Regions from separate parts of the Mus musculus genome. Here region 1 is linked to region 2. Evidence: chromatin contacts called from public HiChIP or PLAC-seq data. All regions are on one chromosome and are shown on one strand. Each heading gives the region's core, a stretch centred on a gene start, on an enhancer-like site or on the middle of the called end of the contact. The rest is flanking DNA. Distances are from core to core; before and after follow the strand shown.

Region 1 (3,338 bases), core at 311-2,810, 250 kb after region 2:
CCGCCACGGGCGCCTGGGGATGCACGTAGGGGTGGTGGTGGTGATGATACACTGCAGCAGGCACCGCATTGGCGCCCGCCGCGTGCACTGGGTTCCACGAGGCACCAAACACCGCCGCCTTGGACTGGAAGCTGCAAGGACTGAAGTCGGGGTGTTCGGCCAGAGCTGCCGCCTGCCTTGGGGGTTGACCCAGGGTCCCTGGAGCGTAGCGTCCCGCACCCAGCTCATCAGCAGCGTCGGCGCCCAGCAGGAAGGAGTCCACATAGTAGTTGCCCAGGGCCCCGGTGGTGGCCATTGCAGTAGCCCGCGCCTGGCCGGCCCAGCCCGACCCGCCGAAATTATGAAACTGCAGATTTCATGTAACAACTTGGTGGCACCAGGGGGGGGTGAAGTACAGTCACCTAATAAGTTGCCGGCGCCCGCGCCCCCATTGGCCACGCGCGTCACGTGTCCGCCCGGCAGAACAATAACGCGTAAATCACTCCGCACGCTATTAATGGCCCGGTGTTTTGCAGTCATAATTTTTATAGCAAAAGCCATATGTTTTTATGCAAAGGGATCGCGCAGCTCCACGATCTGGTTTGTTTTAATTGTGGCCAACGAAGATTAAAAGATCAAATCTGGCCTTGCCTCTGTACTCTCCCTTGCCACCCCCCCAACACACACACATACCAGACACACACACTTCTTAAGCGGACTATTTTATATCACAATTAATCACGCCATCAGGAAGGCGCGGGTCCCGCGTGTGAGCACGGCCAGCAGAGCCCCTCACATAAAATTAGACAATAATTGAAGCCATAAAAAAGCAGCCAAATCGCATTCTCACTCTACTGTATTTAAATCTATATTTATGATATTTCATAAGGAGTTATTGTTTCGGAAGCCACACAGGCTGGTGGAAAGTCAGGAGCGACCAACAGATTCGTTTGCCTCGCTGTGGCTCCCTGTAAAAATTTATGAGGACTTGGAAAGGTTAAATTAGACTGTTGTGTTTGGTTGGTGAATACCCTGTAAATAATCCTTGCAGTCCTCAGAGATGTGAGCCCCCCGCCCGCGCGCGCCCCCAGGGCCGGCCTAGAAAAGTCAAATACAAGGCTCTCTCCACCTCAAACAGAGTGACCACCGCCCCTGTCGCGACGCACCGTCGATGATACAACCACCTAAAATGGGCTACCGACCCTAGTCAGACTGGAAAGCCAGCCAGGCGCTTGCACATCGGCCAGATCACCCTTGCTCCACAGGGAAGGCCCCACAGAGCAACCAGAGCAACCGCCAAGGAGAGAACTGCCAACCCTCAAGGGTTTGTGTCACAAACGCCCTGATTGTGTCACAAGCGCCCTGGCCCACTTCTTTGAGCACAAACTGCCCAGCGAATTTTATTCCCTAGCCAGCGGGTTCTAAGCTCCATCATCTGTATGCCTAGTCCCGCTCCCCAGACTGGAGATGGGGAAAATCGCCAGTCAACATCAAGAGGTGTTTGTCTTGCTGAGGGGTCACCTCGCCTAGTTTCTGGGCCCTGTATGAACCGCTCTGGTATCCTTCCCTCTTCTGTTTTTTCCTCCTATTCCTCTATCACCCCACTTTTTTTCCCCTTCCTTCCCATTCCCCTTTTCCTTCTTTTGTTACTCCCCTCCCTCCCTTCCTCTCTTTCCCCCCCGCCCCCATCTCCAGCGCCCCTGCCTTGGTTATCCTTGAAACAGAACAACAGAGATCCCATAGTCAAACTACAGCTCAAGTCCAGTGCTACAAATTAACCCGGGAGGAACACTGGACATTGACTTTAATCTCATCCTTTGGTCAAATGGAGGATGTTATTTTTCACCCCTTAGAATCTTTGGGAATAAGAGAAAAAAAGTGAGAAGGCCACAGCCACTGTTGTTAATGGGAGGGGCGGTGGCCCCATCCCAATCTGGAACACAAAGCAACAGCTCTTAGAAACTGTGTAATTAAATTCACGTGTGAATTTTGTGCCTTCCAAGAGTATGTTTCTCATTACTTCACTATCCACAAAAATGCTGACCCGAGACATTTCCATCTTTGTTTTTGCTTTCTTCCTCAGAAATAGTTCAAGGAGACACTTTCCAACGCTCTGACAGATTCCCCCAAATATTAGGCTCTCCACCAGAGAGGGGCTGGGAAGCTCCCGGGATCCACACCCCCTCGCTTGTCGGCAGGAAGAAGAAAGTGGTCAGCGCCAGGAACTGGATGTGGCCTGTCCTGACTGCCTCAGTCCCCTCCCCCTAATATTTTTCCTTTCCCTGCAAATTCCTCCAAGACACACACACCCCCAACACAACCCAAGGTGTTCTAAATATCCGGTAGTCCTCTGAGGTTCAGGTTTTCATTAAAGCAATAACCCAGGAGTATAACTCTGCTCTTAATTGTAATAGTAAATGGTAGAGTATTCCTGGCTGACTTTTTCATTTTTTGTATTCAGAGAAGATATGTATCATCACCATCATCATTAATATCATTAATATTTATTAATTTAAAATACTTTTAAAACTTTAGTCTCAAAACAGAAAAATTACAAAGAATTAGGTACTGAGTATTAAGCAGCTGTTTACATGTGGCCCAAAAGGGGGAAAATTCATAAAAGGAGATATTGTCCTTGTGAGTCTAGAAACATGATCCTAAAGTATACAGGTTTTTATTTCTGCTTTCTTTTGGATGAGTTGTATACACATCTAGAAATAATAAATGGATGCAACCACACAACACCTCATGCTCAACTGAGAATCTTCCAAAAACGTTGGTCTTTGAAATAAGCCCAGTACCCGGATGCAGAAAATGGCAGAGAAGAGTTGGAGGGAGCCTGGAGTACTGGTCACTCAGATAACAGGTTGTTGGCTGAGCAACGAAAACAATTCCCGGGCATCAGCCTGAGCCGGGAAGGGAAACAGAGTTCTGTGGTCTCAGGCAGTGCCTGTGTTGTTGGGGGTGGGGAGAGGGTGGTTTGTTTCAGGTTTCTGTATTAAGAGTCGTTAGGCTGGTTTTCTTAGATTACAATTTAGTACCAGTGCCCCAGTTTGTGCCCTCCCTGATCTTGAATTTGGGATTGTTTTCACTCATTTAAAATATATTGGACCTGGGAAGGTCTCCCTTCTCAAACCCTCAGTTGCACAAGGCAGGACATTTTCTGAATCTAAAATGGCTAGCAAGCCAGCGAGCAGTCAAGCCTTGGACCCGGTGAGGCTCTCTCATCACGGTCAAAGCCCGAGTTAGGACCCGTAAAGCTGGCAGAGTCGGTCAGAAGCTTCCCGCTGAAGCGTTCTCAGTAGTCGGGCGACACAGAACCTAGGCAGGAATTCAGCCCTGATTCCAATTTCCGAACC
Region 2 (3,747 bases), core at 1,104-3,603:
CTCTGGGCTGGTAGTCTTGGGTTCTATAAGAGAGCAGGCTGAGCAAGCCAGGGGAGGCAAGCCAGTAAAGAACATCCCTCTATGGCCTCTGCATCAGCTCCTGCTCCCTGACCTGCTTGAGTTCCAGTCCTGACTTCCTTTGGTGATGAACAGCAGTATGGAAGTGTAAGCCAAATAAACCCTTTCCTCCCCAACTTGCTTCTTGGTCATGATGTTTGTGCAGGAGTAGAAACCCTAACTAAGACACCCAGTCTGGAAAAAAAAAAAAAAAACAAACAAAACAAAACAAAAAAACCAAAAAAATCTCTGCTCCTGCTCATCTGCATGACAAAATGCATACATAGAGACTTAAGGCTAAAAAAATGTCACTGTATTTATGTTTACCATTAAAGATGGAGAGGAGAGCCTCAATAATGAAACAGACCCCTCAAGCAGAGGTGACAACTGCCCTAAAGTCCACTAAGAAAACTGCTGTGGGTTGTACCCCAAAACAGCAAGGAGGGCACGGCAGTTAGCAACAACTGCCACACGATGCTGCAGACAGATACACGTAATTTAATGCAGTAGATTAGGGTTTTAAAGATCCATTTTTTGAACTATCTGCAAGAGTTTAGTAATTTAAAGATCATTTTCCTTATTATACCAAACTCTCATAATTTACCTTATAAATAAAATGATAGCAAAAACTATAATCCTAATTTATATAGCACACCCTAACTTTGGCAATTTAGTTGCAGGCATGTTAATGTTTAAACGATTTAAACCCACTCTTAGGCATGTTTTCCCTTTTGTCCTAGTACTGCAATTTGTTTTTAAAGGACTACTTCAAACATGCTAGCTGAAATGCACAGAGACAGCTGCTGTACACTGGGCATATTACCGCCTTGCAGTAGTGGATCATTCCACCTCGTTCCTCTTCCCTTCTTTGGACTCCAGCTTGTCATGAAAGCAGCTATTTATTAGTGAGTAAATACAGTGATGGCCATATTACGCATACTGATATGCCCTAAGGTCCCTTTACTGGGAAATGAGAGCATTTGCCCATATACACTTTATGTCTATGCTAATGTCTGCACTTGCTTAAACTTCCCCTAAGTCCCAAAACACATTTCAAGATTTGCTAACTGGAAAATTCACACCAATGCACTTTTTTGTTGATCATTTTAAATTATGAAAACTCTTCATATCTGTCATAAATTTAAGAGGCAAAAAATATTTTTGAAAGCACTCTATATTCTAAATATAACATCATGCAATATTTAAGCAACTTTATACTCATGTTATATATATACAATTTCATCTTACCATAAACTATACAAATTATTTATACAAAATAATTACTTTAAATTTATATATTCTCTCAACTAGTTTTTGCTCCATTCCCTTAAGGTCTTATATAGGCCAATGGTTTTTTCTTTAAAAAAAAAAAAGTATCAAAAAATGCAAGATACAATTAACTCCATCTCTGGTCATATCAGTTGCTTAAAAATCTTAAAACTCAAAGTCAATCCATAAAATTTGAATGATAAAAAAGCCATAAAATCATATTTAAAAACACAAAAACAAACCTAGTTTTCTTCCCAGGAACGTAAAACCCAGACTGTGTTTCCCATGTTGCTCTTTTCTCACTTGTTTAATTGCTGAGTTATAAATAACCTTATCTATTACTGGAGACACATCATTTATTCTATAGATTCACTCCTGTGAGAACTACAGTCTAAAGCTTGCACCCATCCATTTAGAATTCAAAATCTGACTTATTTTCATATAAAAATTAATTCTCAGATCAAAAAGGACAACTTACATTAACTCTTCTCTCAACAGTATTAGTTAAATTTTAACTAGTATTAATTGTAGTTTGAAAGTATGCAACCAGAATACATATTTGCACGCACGCGCACACACACAATTTATTTTCTGTGATTGAACATGGTAGGCAAAAAAGTAATACTACTCAATCACATTCATGCACTGCAAACCTTGCTGATACTCATATTAAAATTCTAGTACACTGGGATTTCAATGCTTGTTTACAATAAGCACACAATTGGTCTATATTTTCTTTTAAAATTGGAATATGAAGCTACAATTTCTAGTGCCAATAAAAACTACCCACTAAAAAAGTGGTTATAAGCTTGCCTTGTATTAGAATCTCTTTTGTCCGTCAATCAACAATAAAGTATTATTCTACCGTCACAAAGGGGAAACCTTCAGAGGCAGTAGAGGACTATGGGTTGTGCAAATGTGCAGTTGCTAAGAAGCAAATATGCCTCTCTTCTAATCAAATAGCCCAGCTCAGCAATGCCGCTGGCTTGGGGCAAGAAGCAAATTCCACCAGCCACAAACTTAGAAAGAGCCTTGAATTATTTGTTGCTGACCGCTGGCTGAACCCTTCCTGATGAGCACCATCACCATTAGCCACTACTCAGTGTACTCCATCAACCAATGGCAACAGCAGCATGCTACAGCTCAGGCTACAAGAAATTGATCAAACAGGGTAATGAGACGATTTCTTCACGGAGGTTATTTTAAATGAATATAAATATTTTCTTTCTACATAATTTGCCACTGAAAGGTCACTGAACTCTCTGTGATTTCAAAGAAAAATGTTCTACTGTCCTCTTTACATATCCGAGTTTGAGATGAAGCCAACAAACAATTCGAGGCATTTTTTGGTATTAGAGGCAAAATCTAATGAGCTGACATTTATGACAGCAGATGAATTGTGATGCCTAAACTTCAAGTTAAATTATAGCTAAAAACTGATCAAATGATGCTACTTTAATAAATAGAAAACTGATCATGATTTACCAATTAAAAACACTTATGAGTGTATTTTTGTTTAAGAAATCACAATTAATCTCTAATGTGAGTAATTCTGAGAACATGAATCATATGTATGCCTTCTTAGCTCAAGTTATTAAAATTTGATATAATTGTTGTGAATTATTCAGTGAAGAATTCATTTTTCTATAGCCCACCTCCTTCTGCTAGACAGTAGAATAAAATGCATGTTAACCATTCCAGTCAGCACATGAATCACTCCAGTGACATCTGATTTAGCTCTTCTCCCCGAGTGACATTCACTGCTCCTTTTCTTCACATACTTAGAACCAAAGGAATTATTAACAACTGGACCTTATCGTCACATCACAAGCAAATTACATCAGTTTAGCCGTGCATTTTGCTCAACATTCTGAAAATGTTCTGCAAAGTCAACTTTGTAGTTACTGCTTGCTAATATGGTGGTATGAAAATAATCCCCACTAAATCAGTTCATGAGTTTCAAATGTCCTTATGCCAGCAACTAAAAAGACTCAAGGTATGCATTTTCAACATCGGTATCCTTTCGTTATTATGAAGCAACATAGATTACATAGCATCTAATTAAAAACAAACTCAAGAGAAACACTTTCACATGAATGAGCAACTCTTAAAAACTTCCTAAAGAATATGAAGATCATGTTCCATGAAGAATTAACACAAATGTGATCAATTAAGTCCCTGTCGAAATGAGCTACTTTATAAAAAGAACCCTTAAGAGTTTAAGAAATTAGTTTTATAATATTTACTTTAGAAAAAAATATGTCTGGTTTACTATGTGTTATGGAAAATGGCTTAAGTTTTATGAATACATGCCTGGACATATCTTTTCAATTATTGAAACTCAGATAAACTTTTCATAATCATTTTTTGATTTGTTTATGGATGTTATGAGACATGAAAGTAAAACCCCTCATCTACAAA

Evidence for each region. HiChIP or PLAC-seq counts read pairs in DNA pulled down with a chosen protein or histone mark.
Region 1: a contact with region 2 is called in an H3K4me3 HiChIP or PLAC-seq map of neural progenitor cells, with 40 read pairs. The contact joins the promoter of Hoxa9 here to the enhancer-like site in region 2. A contact is called at or near these places in 3 of 39 promoter capture datasets (the HPC-7 cell line, hematopoietic stem and progenitor cells and macrophages), 1 of 484 Hi-C or Micro-C datasets (the C2C12 cell line), 11 of 115 datasets of contacts at active chromatin or transcription factors (acute myeloid leukemia, bone marrow-derived macrophages, craniofacial prominence and 8 more) and 4 of 9 other capture datasets (adipose tissue, liver, macrophages and 1 more).

Annotation. Positions count from the first base shown.
Region 1 is chr6:52,225,810-52,229,147 of GRCm38.p6, forward strand. It overlaps Hoxa9 (homeobox A9), which reads right to left and starts at 1,561. Exons shown (of 2, transcript NM_010456.3): 1 at 1-1,561. The coding sequence starts at 295. It overlaps Gm52902 (a long non-coding RNA gene), which reads left to right and starts at 1,695. Exons shown (of 2, transcript XR_003956434.1): 1 at 1,695-3,338.
Region 2 is chr6:51,973,543-51,977,289 of GRCm38.p6, forward strand. The region is part of intron 4 of Skap2 (src family associated phosphoprotein 2); the gene reads right to left. Among named protein-coding and RNA genes, the nearest start is that of Skap2, 37 kb to the right of the region's middle. Within about 2 kb of position 2,354, at least 8 of the 459 cell types and tissues checked have an H3K27ac peak or open chromatin away from gene starts, as enhancers often do. A contact at or near this core is called in neural progenitor cells, where this site is marked.